Regions from separate parts of the Rattus norvegicus genome. Here region 1 is linked to region 2. The links are chromatin contacts, called in public Hi-C maps. All regions are on one chromosome and are shown on one strand. Each heading gives the region's core, a stretch centred on a gene start, on an enhancer-like site or on the middle of the called end of the contact. The rest is flanking DNA. Distances are from core to core; before and after follow the strand shown. Region 1 holds the start of Sfxn5 (sideroflexin 5). Region 2 overlaps Sfxn5 (sideroflexin 5).

The links. Hi-C and Micro-C count contacts between places; a contact is called where the count stands out from the background.
Region 1: a Hi-C map of liver shows a contact between it and region 2, with 3 times the contacts expected there. The contact joins the promoter of Sfxn5 here to the enhancer-like site in region 2. A contact is called at or near these places in 6 of 12 Hi-C or Micro-C datasets (the A7r5 cell line, the Rat2 cell line, Schwann cells and 2 more).

The regions. Positions count from the first base shown.
Region 1 is chr4:119,425,248-119,429,981 of GRCr8, forward strand. Sfxn5 (sideroflexin 5) reads right to left here and starts at 2,000. Exons shown (of 14, transcript NM_153298.1): 1 at 1,856-2,000. The coding sequence starts at 1,963. It overlaps Rab11fip5 (RAB11 family interacting protein 5), which reads right to left. Exons shown (of 5, transcript NM_001399548.1): 5 at 3,519-4,734.
Region 2 is chr4:119,355,261-119,360,435 of GRCr8, forward strand. The region is part of intron 9 of Sfxn5 (sideroflexin 5); the gene reads right to left. Among named protein-coding and RNA genes, the nearest start is that of Sfxn5, 69 kb to the right of the region's middle. Within about 2 kb of position 2,686, at least 10 of the 93 cell types and tissues checked have an H3K27ac peak or open chromatin away from gene starts, as enhancers often do. A contact at or near this core is called in hepatocytes and liver, where this site is marked.

The DNA of each region.
Region 1 (4,734 bases), core at 750-3,249, 69 kb after region 2:
ATGACTCTAGTTCTTGGGTGGCAGGCTGAGCTGTTTGCAGAGGGAGGAGCAGGTGTGGAAGAAACAGAAGTTCTCAGCATGGGTGAATCAGACCTGCTCAGCAGCCTTATTAAAGCCACTAGGCTGCCAGCAGTGGAAGCCTCAGCAGAGGCTACTGCATACTCCACAGATATGAACAGCTGCAGGAACTAAATCTCCCCAAATACACTCCACAAGAGTGAAAGCCCAGAGCAGAAAGCCAACACAAGGTACTCAGTAAATGTTGGGTAGATGGATGATGACCCAAGCACTATCCAGATACCAGACACCAGACCTGGGAGAAAGAATCCCTTACTCAGGTCGTGTTATTAAAAGCCCAATTGCCTCGGGGTAAGATTAACCCCTTTTACCAGGAAAAGGACCAAGGGAATACTTTAAAAAAGTAATCTGCATCTGCAAGGTTACCACTTGGGGTACAGAGGGGAGTTTGGCGTTCTGATAGGACCACTGGGGTAGTGGTTCCAAAGACAGCAAGTGCTTCCTAGTCGGGAGTGCAGGCTTACTTAAAGATGAGTAGAACGGGTGGGGGGGGGGACAAATAAAGGTTCACTCAAGGTTAGACACAAGCACCCCTGACAGCGTCTCAGTAGGTGGCAGTTTTCACTAGCTGGGACATTAAATCTCTCCAGATTCTTCCATGCTGAGACAGTCTATTTTTAAAAGAAACCAAGTCCCATTTAAAAACTCTAGGGATGTAGTTTCAGAAAGCTCAGCTCGACGAAGTCGTGGGGGGGGGGGGGCACACACGACTGAATTCGAACCCATTCTCGCCTCTACGCCCAGCCACATCCCATCTTTGTAGTAGCGTTTCCTTTCTTCCTTCAAAGTTTTCTCTAACGCATCTGCTGCCCCCACTCCTGGCAAGCCCAGGGTCACTTTAGCTTTGGAGTCAGAGGGTCTGCGGTGTTGTAACTAAGCCCCCCAGGCTCCTGGCTCACAGACCTGGACCTGCGGTTCCAAGGCCGAGTTAGTGATACTCTGCGAGGTTTTGGGGTTTGTGTGGTACCCCAGGCGAGGTTAATCATAGTCATGGTGCACCCTGAGGAGCCCAAGCCTAAGGTATGGATGGGGGCCAGAGCTGAGCAGCGCGTGTAGGACTGGGGCGCGCTTGGGACCCTTGGGAGGAGCGCGGCAGCTCCGGAGAATGACACAGCGTTTCCCCGCACCCGGCTCTCCCCGCGTTGTCCCAGCCGCATCCCCGCAGAGCGCACTAGCTGGCCCGCTGGTCTCATCACTGAAGCCCCGGCCCCGGGATAGAGATCAGGTCGCTATACCGGTGCACGCGGTCCCATCCTAGGGCACACGCAGCACCTTGCTGGAGGTTGAGAAGCCAGAGCATGACCGTGGGGCGTGACCAGGGAGTTTTGCCCCGAGACTGTCCCGCAGCTCATAAGGAAGGTCAGTTCCACTCGGGGAGAAGTTGAGAAGCGTACGGGCCATACCACCGGCCCATGCTGCACAAGACTGGAACTTTGCGCCTAGGGCGCATTTGCCAGAGTGACCCTTCAGAACCGCTCGGACCCGGGACCGCGACCCGCGTGGCCAATCACCGCGCGACTCGGACGGGGGCTGTGCCATGGCACGGGCATCCGCGGAGTGACTGTGTCACCCGCCAATAGGAAACAAGAGAGGGAGACCTCGCCCATCCGGTTGCCCAATAGGAAAGGAGCGGCTTCAGCCAAGGTCCCCACACTAGCTGCAGGCTCTGGTGGCCGTGGGTTGGAGACCCTCGGGCTGAAGTGACTTTGCAAGAGATTTGGCTCGGTGCCCTCCCCTGTGTCTCCCTCCCACCCGCAGGCCGATGCCTGAGTCTCACCTGCTGGAAGCGGGGCTTGCCCAGCTGGAAAGGGGGAGCATCGGAGGAGGCATTCGAGGCACTGGCCGCCGCGGACGCCGCCGAGGCTGTGGTCGCTGTATCCGCCATGGTCACTGACGCCCGCAATCTCCAGCCCTTTTAAAATGTCCCTCCTCGGCCCCCGCCACAGTTGCCTCTCCCGATTGGCCGTGAGCAACCGCAGCGAACCGGGCGCGCAGGGCCTTCTGGGGAGTGTAGTTTTCCTCTGCTCCGAGCCTGACAACCCCAAACTGCGGAGAGTTGCACCCACGCAGACCTGGTCTCGTTTCCCACCGCCAAAGCAGCAGGCGTCCGCGGTCCTGGGAATGTATGCAAATGCATGTGCGGGTGTACATGCAAACCTGAGTCTTAGGACAAGGAACCCCTACAAACGCGGGCACGACCCGGGATCAGACAAGCAAGGACTCCAGGCAGAGTGGGGTTAATTCGGACGGCCTTCAGCAAGGAGTCGCACTGCGGGATTTTCCTACAGTTTCTTCTATCAAAACCCTGCCTCCAGCCATTCCGCCACTCTCTGAAACGAGCCATGCTCAAGCTACTGTGACCCTTTTACAGTCTATTCATTTTTATCGCGGCCTGAGGCGGTTCTTTTTCTAAGTTCCTCATAAATGTTCATCGATTCAGTCATCATACTACCATAAAGATCCGCTTCCGGATTCTGTACCACGCGGAACTCTCTTTTGCCTCGTTGCATGTAGCTCAGGCTAGCCTGGAACTATGTAGCACAGGCTGGCCTCAAACTTGTGATCCTTTTTCCTCTGCCTTCCAAATTCCAGGATTACAGATGCCAGCTAGCAGACAAACTATGGACTTAAATATATTTGTTTCCTACTGTGTGGGGAGGGGGCGGTGGCTCACATAAATAAATCTTCAGTTCAGATTTAGTGTGAAGAGAGCTTACACTAGGCACTCAAATGTATTGGATGAGTTAAATATCCAGAGCTTAAGCATCCTGAGACCCTACTTCTTTTGGCCTAAGCAGGTTCTCTCCAAGACTAATTACCAAGGACTAGCAACAGGGGTGCACCAGGAGCTGCAGAGAGCACCAGGGTAATAAACACACACCCCCTGCAGAATGGCACCCAATGGCAACTGCAGCCCCAGCTCAGTGATGTGGTTATGAGCCACACTGGGCATGAAGGGTGGGGAGATGTTGGTTTCACTGAGGACATAACTCCTTGGCTCTAGGGAAGCCTCTGTCTCCTGATGAGATTCAGAGGTAACTTGGGGTTGTCCTCTTGTCCTTCTAAACATTGCATGAGCCATTGGTGGCCCAAGTGCTTATCCACTCGCTGATAGCTGAGCCATATGGAACAGGACTCACAGATGGACCTAAGAACAGGTCTTATTTTTGCTTTGTATCTTGCCTTTCCTTACTGAACTCAGTAGCTTCAGAACTGAAATCACAGACCGTGCCCTTTCTCCACACTTCCCTACTAGCCCCAGCACTCACTATGCCAGTGACCTGTGCCTGGTGAACACATGCACCCTAGACACACCAGGCCCTAAGGCAGTGCTGCCTGTGATCTCAGGGCAGTAGCGCTCTGTCACCTAAGACCCACACTGCCCTCTCCCACAGGCAGTCTCCTTCACCCGCTCATTTCAAGACAGAAACACACCAAGCTGGCTGTGGTACACGAACCTTTTATTCTTCATAAAGTCCTCAAAACATGAAGAACAAGCTCTTTATAGACAGCAGTTTCAACTAGGAAGACAAAAGGCAGGGCAGAGCTGTGCCTGCTCACTGCCTGTCTGGCTGCACTCTGCAGTGTGTGGTAAGGAGCAGACACATGAGCAAAACCCTGGCCTCAGTTCAGGACTCCTCTGGGAGACACCCCTACCCTGGCCATGTAAGGAAGCCAAACAGCAGGAATGGATGAAAGACAAAAGACAGGGCTGGGACCAATTAAAGCCCAGAGGAATTCCTAGCAGAGGGACTCAATTCCTCAAGAGACACCTCCAACACCCATGACTGCCTCCACCCCAATATTCTGGGAACTGGTGATGACTTTCCTCTTCTCTGAGTTGACCTATAGTTGGTAACTGTGCTGTGGTGGACCCCATTGTGGAGTTCATCTGCTCCATGCTGGCAGAAGACTGACGTCATCCACAGAGACTATTCTGAGGTGTTCTGGGTTAAGAGATACTGGAAAGAAGTTACTACCTCTCCACTGGGCCAAGAGCATCTTCTGTCAGCATTTCACCTGCTTCACTCATACCACATACCACATGCACAGCCACCAAGGACCCCCAGATGTCATGGGGAAAACGGTTGTATTCACAAGCAAACTAGAAACTGGACCACAGGGCAGATACTTGACTTTAAAATGCACTTCAGCCAAGCCAGGCAAGGCAGGGGTGAGCAGGATTGGTGAGCAGGAGGGCTGTACAGCAGGGACAGAGCAGCTGGAAAGCCACAAGGCCTTTTCCTAAGTACAGGTGTCTCCTAAGGCAGAGGGAAGCCTCCTACTTTCAGACAAGCCCACTGGCCCAGCACAACTGGGACCCAACGCCAGGCACAATAAGGTGCTGGATAGCCCTGGACCTACTGTGCATTAGATTTTATCCTGGGATGCTCCAAATAAGGGTCAGGGGAGGAGCAGAAAGTAGGAGGGAGGCTTAGGAGGTGGCAGCAGATTGGCCAGAGCCTTAGCTGAGGTACTTCTCAGGGTAGCAAAAAAGCCTGGTCCACATCCCCCTTTCAGGACCCTAACAGCCATTTCCATGTGCTCAATAGGGAGGAGACACCATGACCAGAGAGACATGTACATCCAGGGGCTCTTGTCCTCACCCATAAAAGGCACATTTTGATTGGTTCCACACGTTCTGAGTCTGCAGCA
Region 2 (5,175 bases), core at 1,436-3,935:
CCTGCATGTTTTTAGACATGATCTCACCAAATAGCACTGGCTGGCCTAGAATTCACTATGTAGACCAGACTGGAATCAAATTCACAAAGATCTGCCTGTCTCTGCTTCTAGAATGCTGGGATTTAAAGGTGTGTGCCACCATGCCTGATAATTTTGTTTTTTAATCTTTAACCGTGTGTGTGGGGGGGGGGTGGCGCACCATGAGTTCAGATGACTGTGGAGGCCAGAAGAAGGCATCAGATCCTTGGAAGATGGTGTTAGAAGCAGTTGTGAGGAGCCCAATTTGGGTGCTAGGAACTGACCTTAGGCCTCTGTCAAAGCAGCACATGCTCTTACCTGCCGAGCCACCTCTCCAGCCCCTAAAGCTTTCTTCTAAACTTCACGGAGCTCTGTGACATAAAACCTTTAGTGTCGTTAGCTAAATGGCCAACAGCAACCTTGGCTCTGCATAGCCTTCAAAAAGACGCCAGGGGGCTGATGCCAAGGCCGTCTCCCTTCTTATCTTGCTACGTCCTTCCTCTAGCTGGACATGTAACCACTAGGAGACCCGTCTGTTGGGACAGGCCTCAGCGAGGCACCTTTACCCCCACCTCAGGGAAGGTTGTCCAGCTCTGCCTCACCTTTGCCCAGGCGTCCTCATCTGCTACCAGCTGGAAGACTCCTGTCTTTGTGAATTTGATTCCAGTCTGGTCTACACAGTGAATTCTAGGCCAACCAGTGCTACTTGGTGAGATCACGTCTAAAAACATACATGAATAAATAAAAATGAAATGAAATGAAAAAATTTAATGCAAGTCTTTTTTTAAAGGTAGAGGGGAGCCTTCAGGCCCCTTTGACCAGGGCTGGGGCTCAGTGGGTAGAGGACTTTCCTCACGTGCTTGAAGATCTGGGTTCAATCCCCAGCACTGATTAAGCCAGGTGTGGTGGCACGCACCTGCAATCCTAGCCCTTAGGAGGGAGAGGCTGGAGGATCAGGAGTGCAAAGTCATCTTCAGCTGCTTTGAGGCCATCTTGGGCTACATGAAATCATGTCTTGAAACAACCAAAACAATAAAGCATAAAAAGCAAAAGGTTGGGGTTGGAGAGATGGCTCAGTGGTTAAGAACACCCTACTGCTCTTCCAGAGGTCCTGAGTTCAAATCCCAGCAACCACATGGTGGCTCACAACCATCTGTAATGGGATCTGATGCCCTCTTCTGGTGTGTCTGAAGACAGCTACAGTGTACTTACATATAATAAATGAATAAATCTTTAATAAAAAAAAAAAAAAAAGCAAAAGGTCCTGAAGAGACTTCTGGATCTTCCTGGCAGGAGCGACTCTAGGCCACAGCTAAGCCACGGGAGCCTCAGCTACTTGTCAAGTTCCCAGGCATCCCCACTGTAGTTCTGTCTCTGCTGTACTCACCCCTATGACCTCACTCCCTACCGACTTGTAGGCTCCTCCCACGAGCCAGCTCTCCCCACTCCCACTCCAGGGCCTCTGAGCACGGTTCCTGTCAAGCCTCACCCTCAACCTAAATATCAGATCGCCTCTCTGTCTCCAGGTGTGTGCGTGTGTGTGTGTGTGTGTGTATGAGTGTCTGTGGAAGCCAGAGGAGGGCTTTGGAGTTAGAGTTACAAAAAGTTGTAAACTGCCCCAAAGTGGGAATCAAACTCTGGTCCTCTACAAGAACAGCGTGTGCTCTTAACCAGGGAGCCAATTCTCCAACCCCACACGCTTTTTATGTGAGCTATAAAACCGAGCTCAAGCTTTCAAGCTTGCAAAGCAAGCACTTTCACCACCTGAGCTATCCCCCAGCCCAAGGCCAGAGCTTTCATCCATGCATCTACCAGTCTCTAAGTACATATGTGTTTGCCCTTTTACACATCTCTGAATTAAAATAATACATGCATCTGATAACTGAAAAAAAGAAACAAAAAACGAAAAAAACCCATCGCCCCAGCAGACACTTAGTACCAGAGCCCAGGGCTTGTTCCTCTTGCCCACCCACTGAATTCTCAGTTTGTGGTAAAATGAGTCTGGACTTAGTGGTGCTTCTAGAATAAATCAGAGTGAAAGCTGTCTGAGGTATGAAGGCAAACAAAAGCCTTCCAAACCACTGCATCTGGCTTTGCAAACGCTGTGCTTGCCCGGTCTGTGGGCTACCTGGGCTGCTCATTTATACTCAACTAGGGGAGGAGGCCCCAGAGTCACCAAAGCGCCAAAGCACACCTGACTGAACCATGGAAGTGAGTGGGAGGTAGCTGGGTGTGGGGAGAGGGGGAGGACGGCTCTGCCGAGACACAGACGTAACAATGTTGGGTTGTCGGCAAGGTTCTGTGAACTCTGCGGCACTGGCCAGTGGACTCTAAGTAGTTCTGAAGAACAATGGAGGAGGAGGCAGACAGGCAGGAGAGATGGCACGAGATCAGACCTTACACTTCTCTGGGTGACTGGACAGTAATGTGCCCAAATGTGCTGCATTTTCGTGGGTCCCAGAAGGCAGAGCGTGGGTCAGGAAATCACTGAAGTACCACCAATACCCACCAGAGGGCACAGCTTTGTAAACTAAACCTGGCTACCAAGTGGAGGTCAAATGTCTTCCAGCCACAGCCAGCCAGTTGCTTGGCAATGAGCTCAGGGGCAAGAGAGCAAAGGTGAACGGGAGAGTTAGTCAACAGCCTCGCTCCTGTCAGCTCCAGCTGAGGCTGAGGCATTGATCTGCTCGGCCAGCGGTCAGGCCTAAGGCCTGTCATGTGTTTGATAGGGACAGTGTGCTGGCTGCAAGGAAACCAATTACATTAGACCCTCTTCCTTCCAAGAATGGACGCAGGGCTGCTACTGGGGTCCGATTGGCCACTGCACTGCCATGTGCAGGCTTCTGGAACACTTCAAATTCAGCTGCTGGGTCTCTGCCATGGCCCCTCCAACCCAGAAGTCATCTAAAGGGAAAGTAACCTGACCATCGCCTGGACCGGGGTGCCAGGGTAGCGGGAGGAGAACGGAAGGGCCTGGCTATGCCCTTGCTGAACAGTCAGCCTGATCTTGTCTTACAGGAGGTGGTGTGCGCTCTGGATCACAATACTGACTTAATGTTGGCCAGAAGACAGAGGTCCAGAAACCAAGGATGAAGGTCATGGTTGATCTAAGAGCTACTGCTAATTGCCATTGTTCTTGGGATGCCTGAGGGGGCACCTGCCTACTATGGGAACAGTAACATTTTCTCTGATCTAGAAGCTAAAACAGTGCTTGGTTTTTCCCATCTCAGTAAGGAGTATGATGATAAAAGGACCGTTGTTAATAAAAGTGTGCAAGTAAGCCTGGGCTGCGGTGCACAGGCTCTGCCCTTGGCTTCAGTCTGTGCTCAATTTCCCCATCTGTAAAATGGGGCTGAACTAGCACAGTGCCAGCTCTCTGTAAGGATTGGCCATTGGGTGGCTGTTTACTAATCTGACCATCAGGGGCATGTGGAGTTGCCAGCAAGCAATGAGAACCAGAAGGCTTCCTGGGTCTCTCCCTGCAGACAAATGCTGCAACCAACAAGGAAAGGACCACCAGGGGAAAGGGGGTCTACAGTGATTCTGAAGGAAAGGCCACTGCAGCTAAGGCTTAGCTGAGACGCCTGCGACAGGACGTGAATGCATCTCTTATCAGGCTCCGCCAACCTACCCCTGACCAGTCACACAAGACGTCAGCCCTGAGCCTTCCTCCCCAACCCCGGGTCCATCAACACCCAGGAGCCGGTGGTCAGTGGACTGCATCTGCCACCTCCTATTTCTGCCTAAGACCCTGCAATGCCCAGTCTGGGATTCCTGGTGTGGCATCCGCGGCCCCTGATGACCTCTGCTATCCCCCACCGTCACCATCAGCATTACTCTCTCCATGACACACTTCTGACATGGTCCAGAATCTGATCCCATCTTTCTGCATGCCTCTGTATCTTCTCTACCCTCTCTCTGGGACATCCAGCCCTGCCTTCTGTTGGCTTTCTCCATCTGTCCCATGTATCAGCCCTGTGGCTGAGTTAGACACCTCGGGGTCAGCACCACCATGGCTCTCCCTGCCTCGATGCTCTCCGCTCGCCCTCCCAGCATCCTGAAAGCTATATCAAGCTACAGCCCAGGCTCCTGCAGTGTCTGGCCCCTCACAGACCTTGCAGAAGGAGTCAGGAGCCTGCCTGATCTCTCCCTTCACAGAGACAGTGATGGCCAGCCCAGAAGCTTCCACACGAACTCCAGAACAAAAACACAAAGAAGACAGAGAGAGGTTTCCTTTGTTAAAAGACAGCAAACTGTTAGGTTTTCAAAAATAACTTAAGACGGGATTTCTTTTTTATTCTAAAGCAAGAGCCCCAGACATTGCCAAGTCTATTTAGGGGGGCCCAGAGAGGCTTCTCACCCCAACAATCCTGGGCCCAGCATGAGGCTTCATTTGGGGGAATGCCTGATTGGTGAGGGGGCGCTGGTGGCCAAGGCCAAGGGTTCTTCTGAAAGAGAGACAGGGCCCTGCAGACCCCACAGAGGAGGCTGCACCTCAGCTCAGCTTAGTCTGTGGGACCGGCTCTCAGCCCGTCAGGCGCCATCTAACCACCTGCTTGTAGGGACTCGTTTTAATTAATGCCAGAACTGGGCCAACCACTGGGGCCGTGACACTTGTTTGCAGGTCATCTGCTCCTAACAGGCTCGCCCTGGGAGGGGATTTGTCTCTAATTGAAGCCGAAATCAGTTAATGAGGCCGCAGGGCCTGGGGTTCCACAGAACAAGGGAGAGGGAAATAAAATCAAGCCTCTGTGGTTGGCAGTTTTGTGATTTATACACACAAAAGAGAAGAAAGCAAGCTGCCGATTTTCCAAGTCAGGAACTCCACTCCATCTGCCCCTCGCTGTATGAAGTCGGCAGGCAGAAGGGCATGCCTCTGCTAAGGCTCAGGCTCCCGGAGAGGACAGGAGGGGCCTCTCAAGGCCAGCGATCAATCAGCAGCCTAATTAATAGGTATTTATGGCACAGGGCTCTATGGTTCCCTCTGTGGGGTACGAGACAGATGCCTGTCCCTAGCTAACTTGTAATCCAACTGGGGACAATGAGAGGACGAGGTGTGGGAAGAACAAGAATTTTCTGGGACTTAGGTCAAGGAAAGTCTCCTCTGGGAGGATCTGGAACCAAGCAAAGAAGAGGAGGCAGAAGGTGTCTCCACAG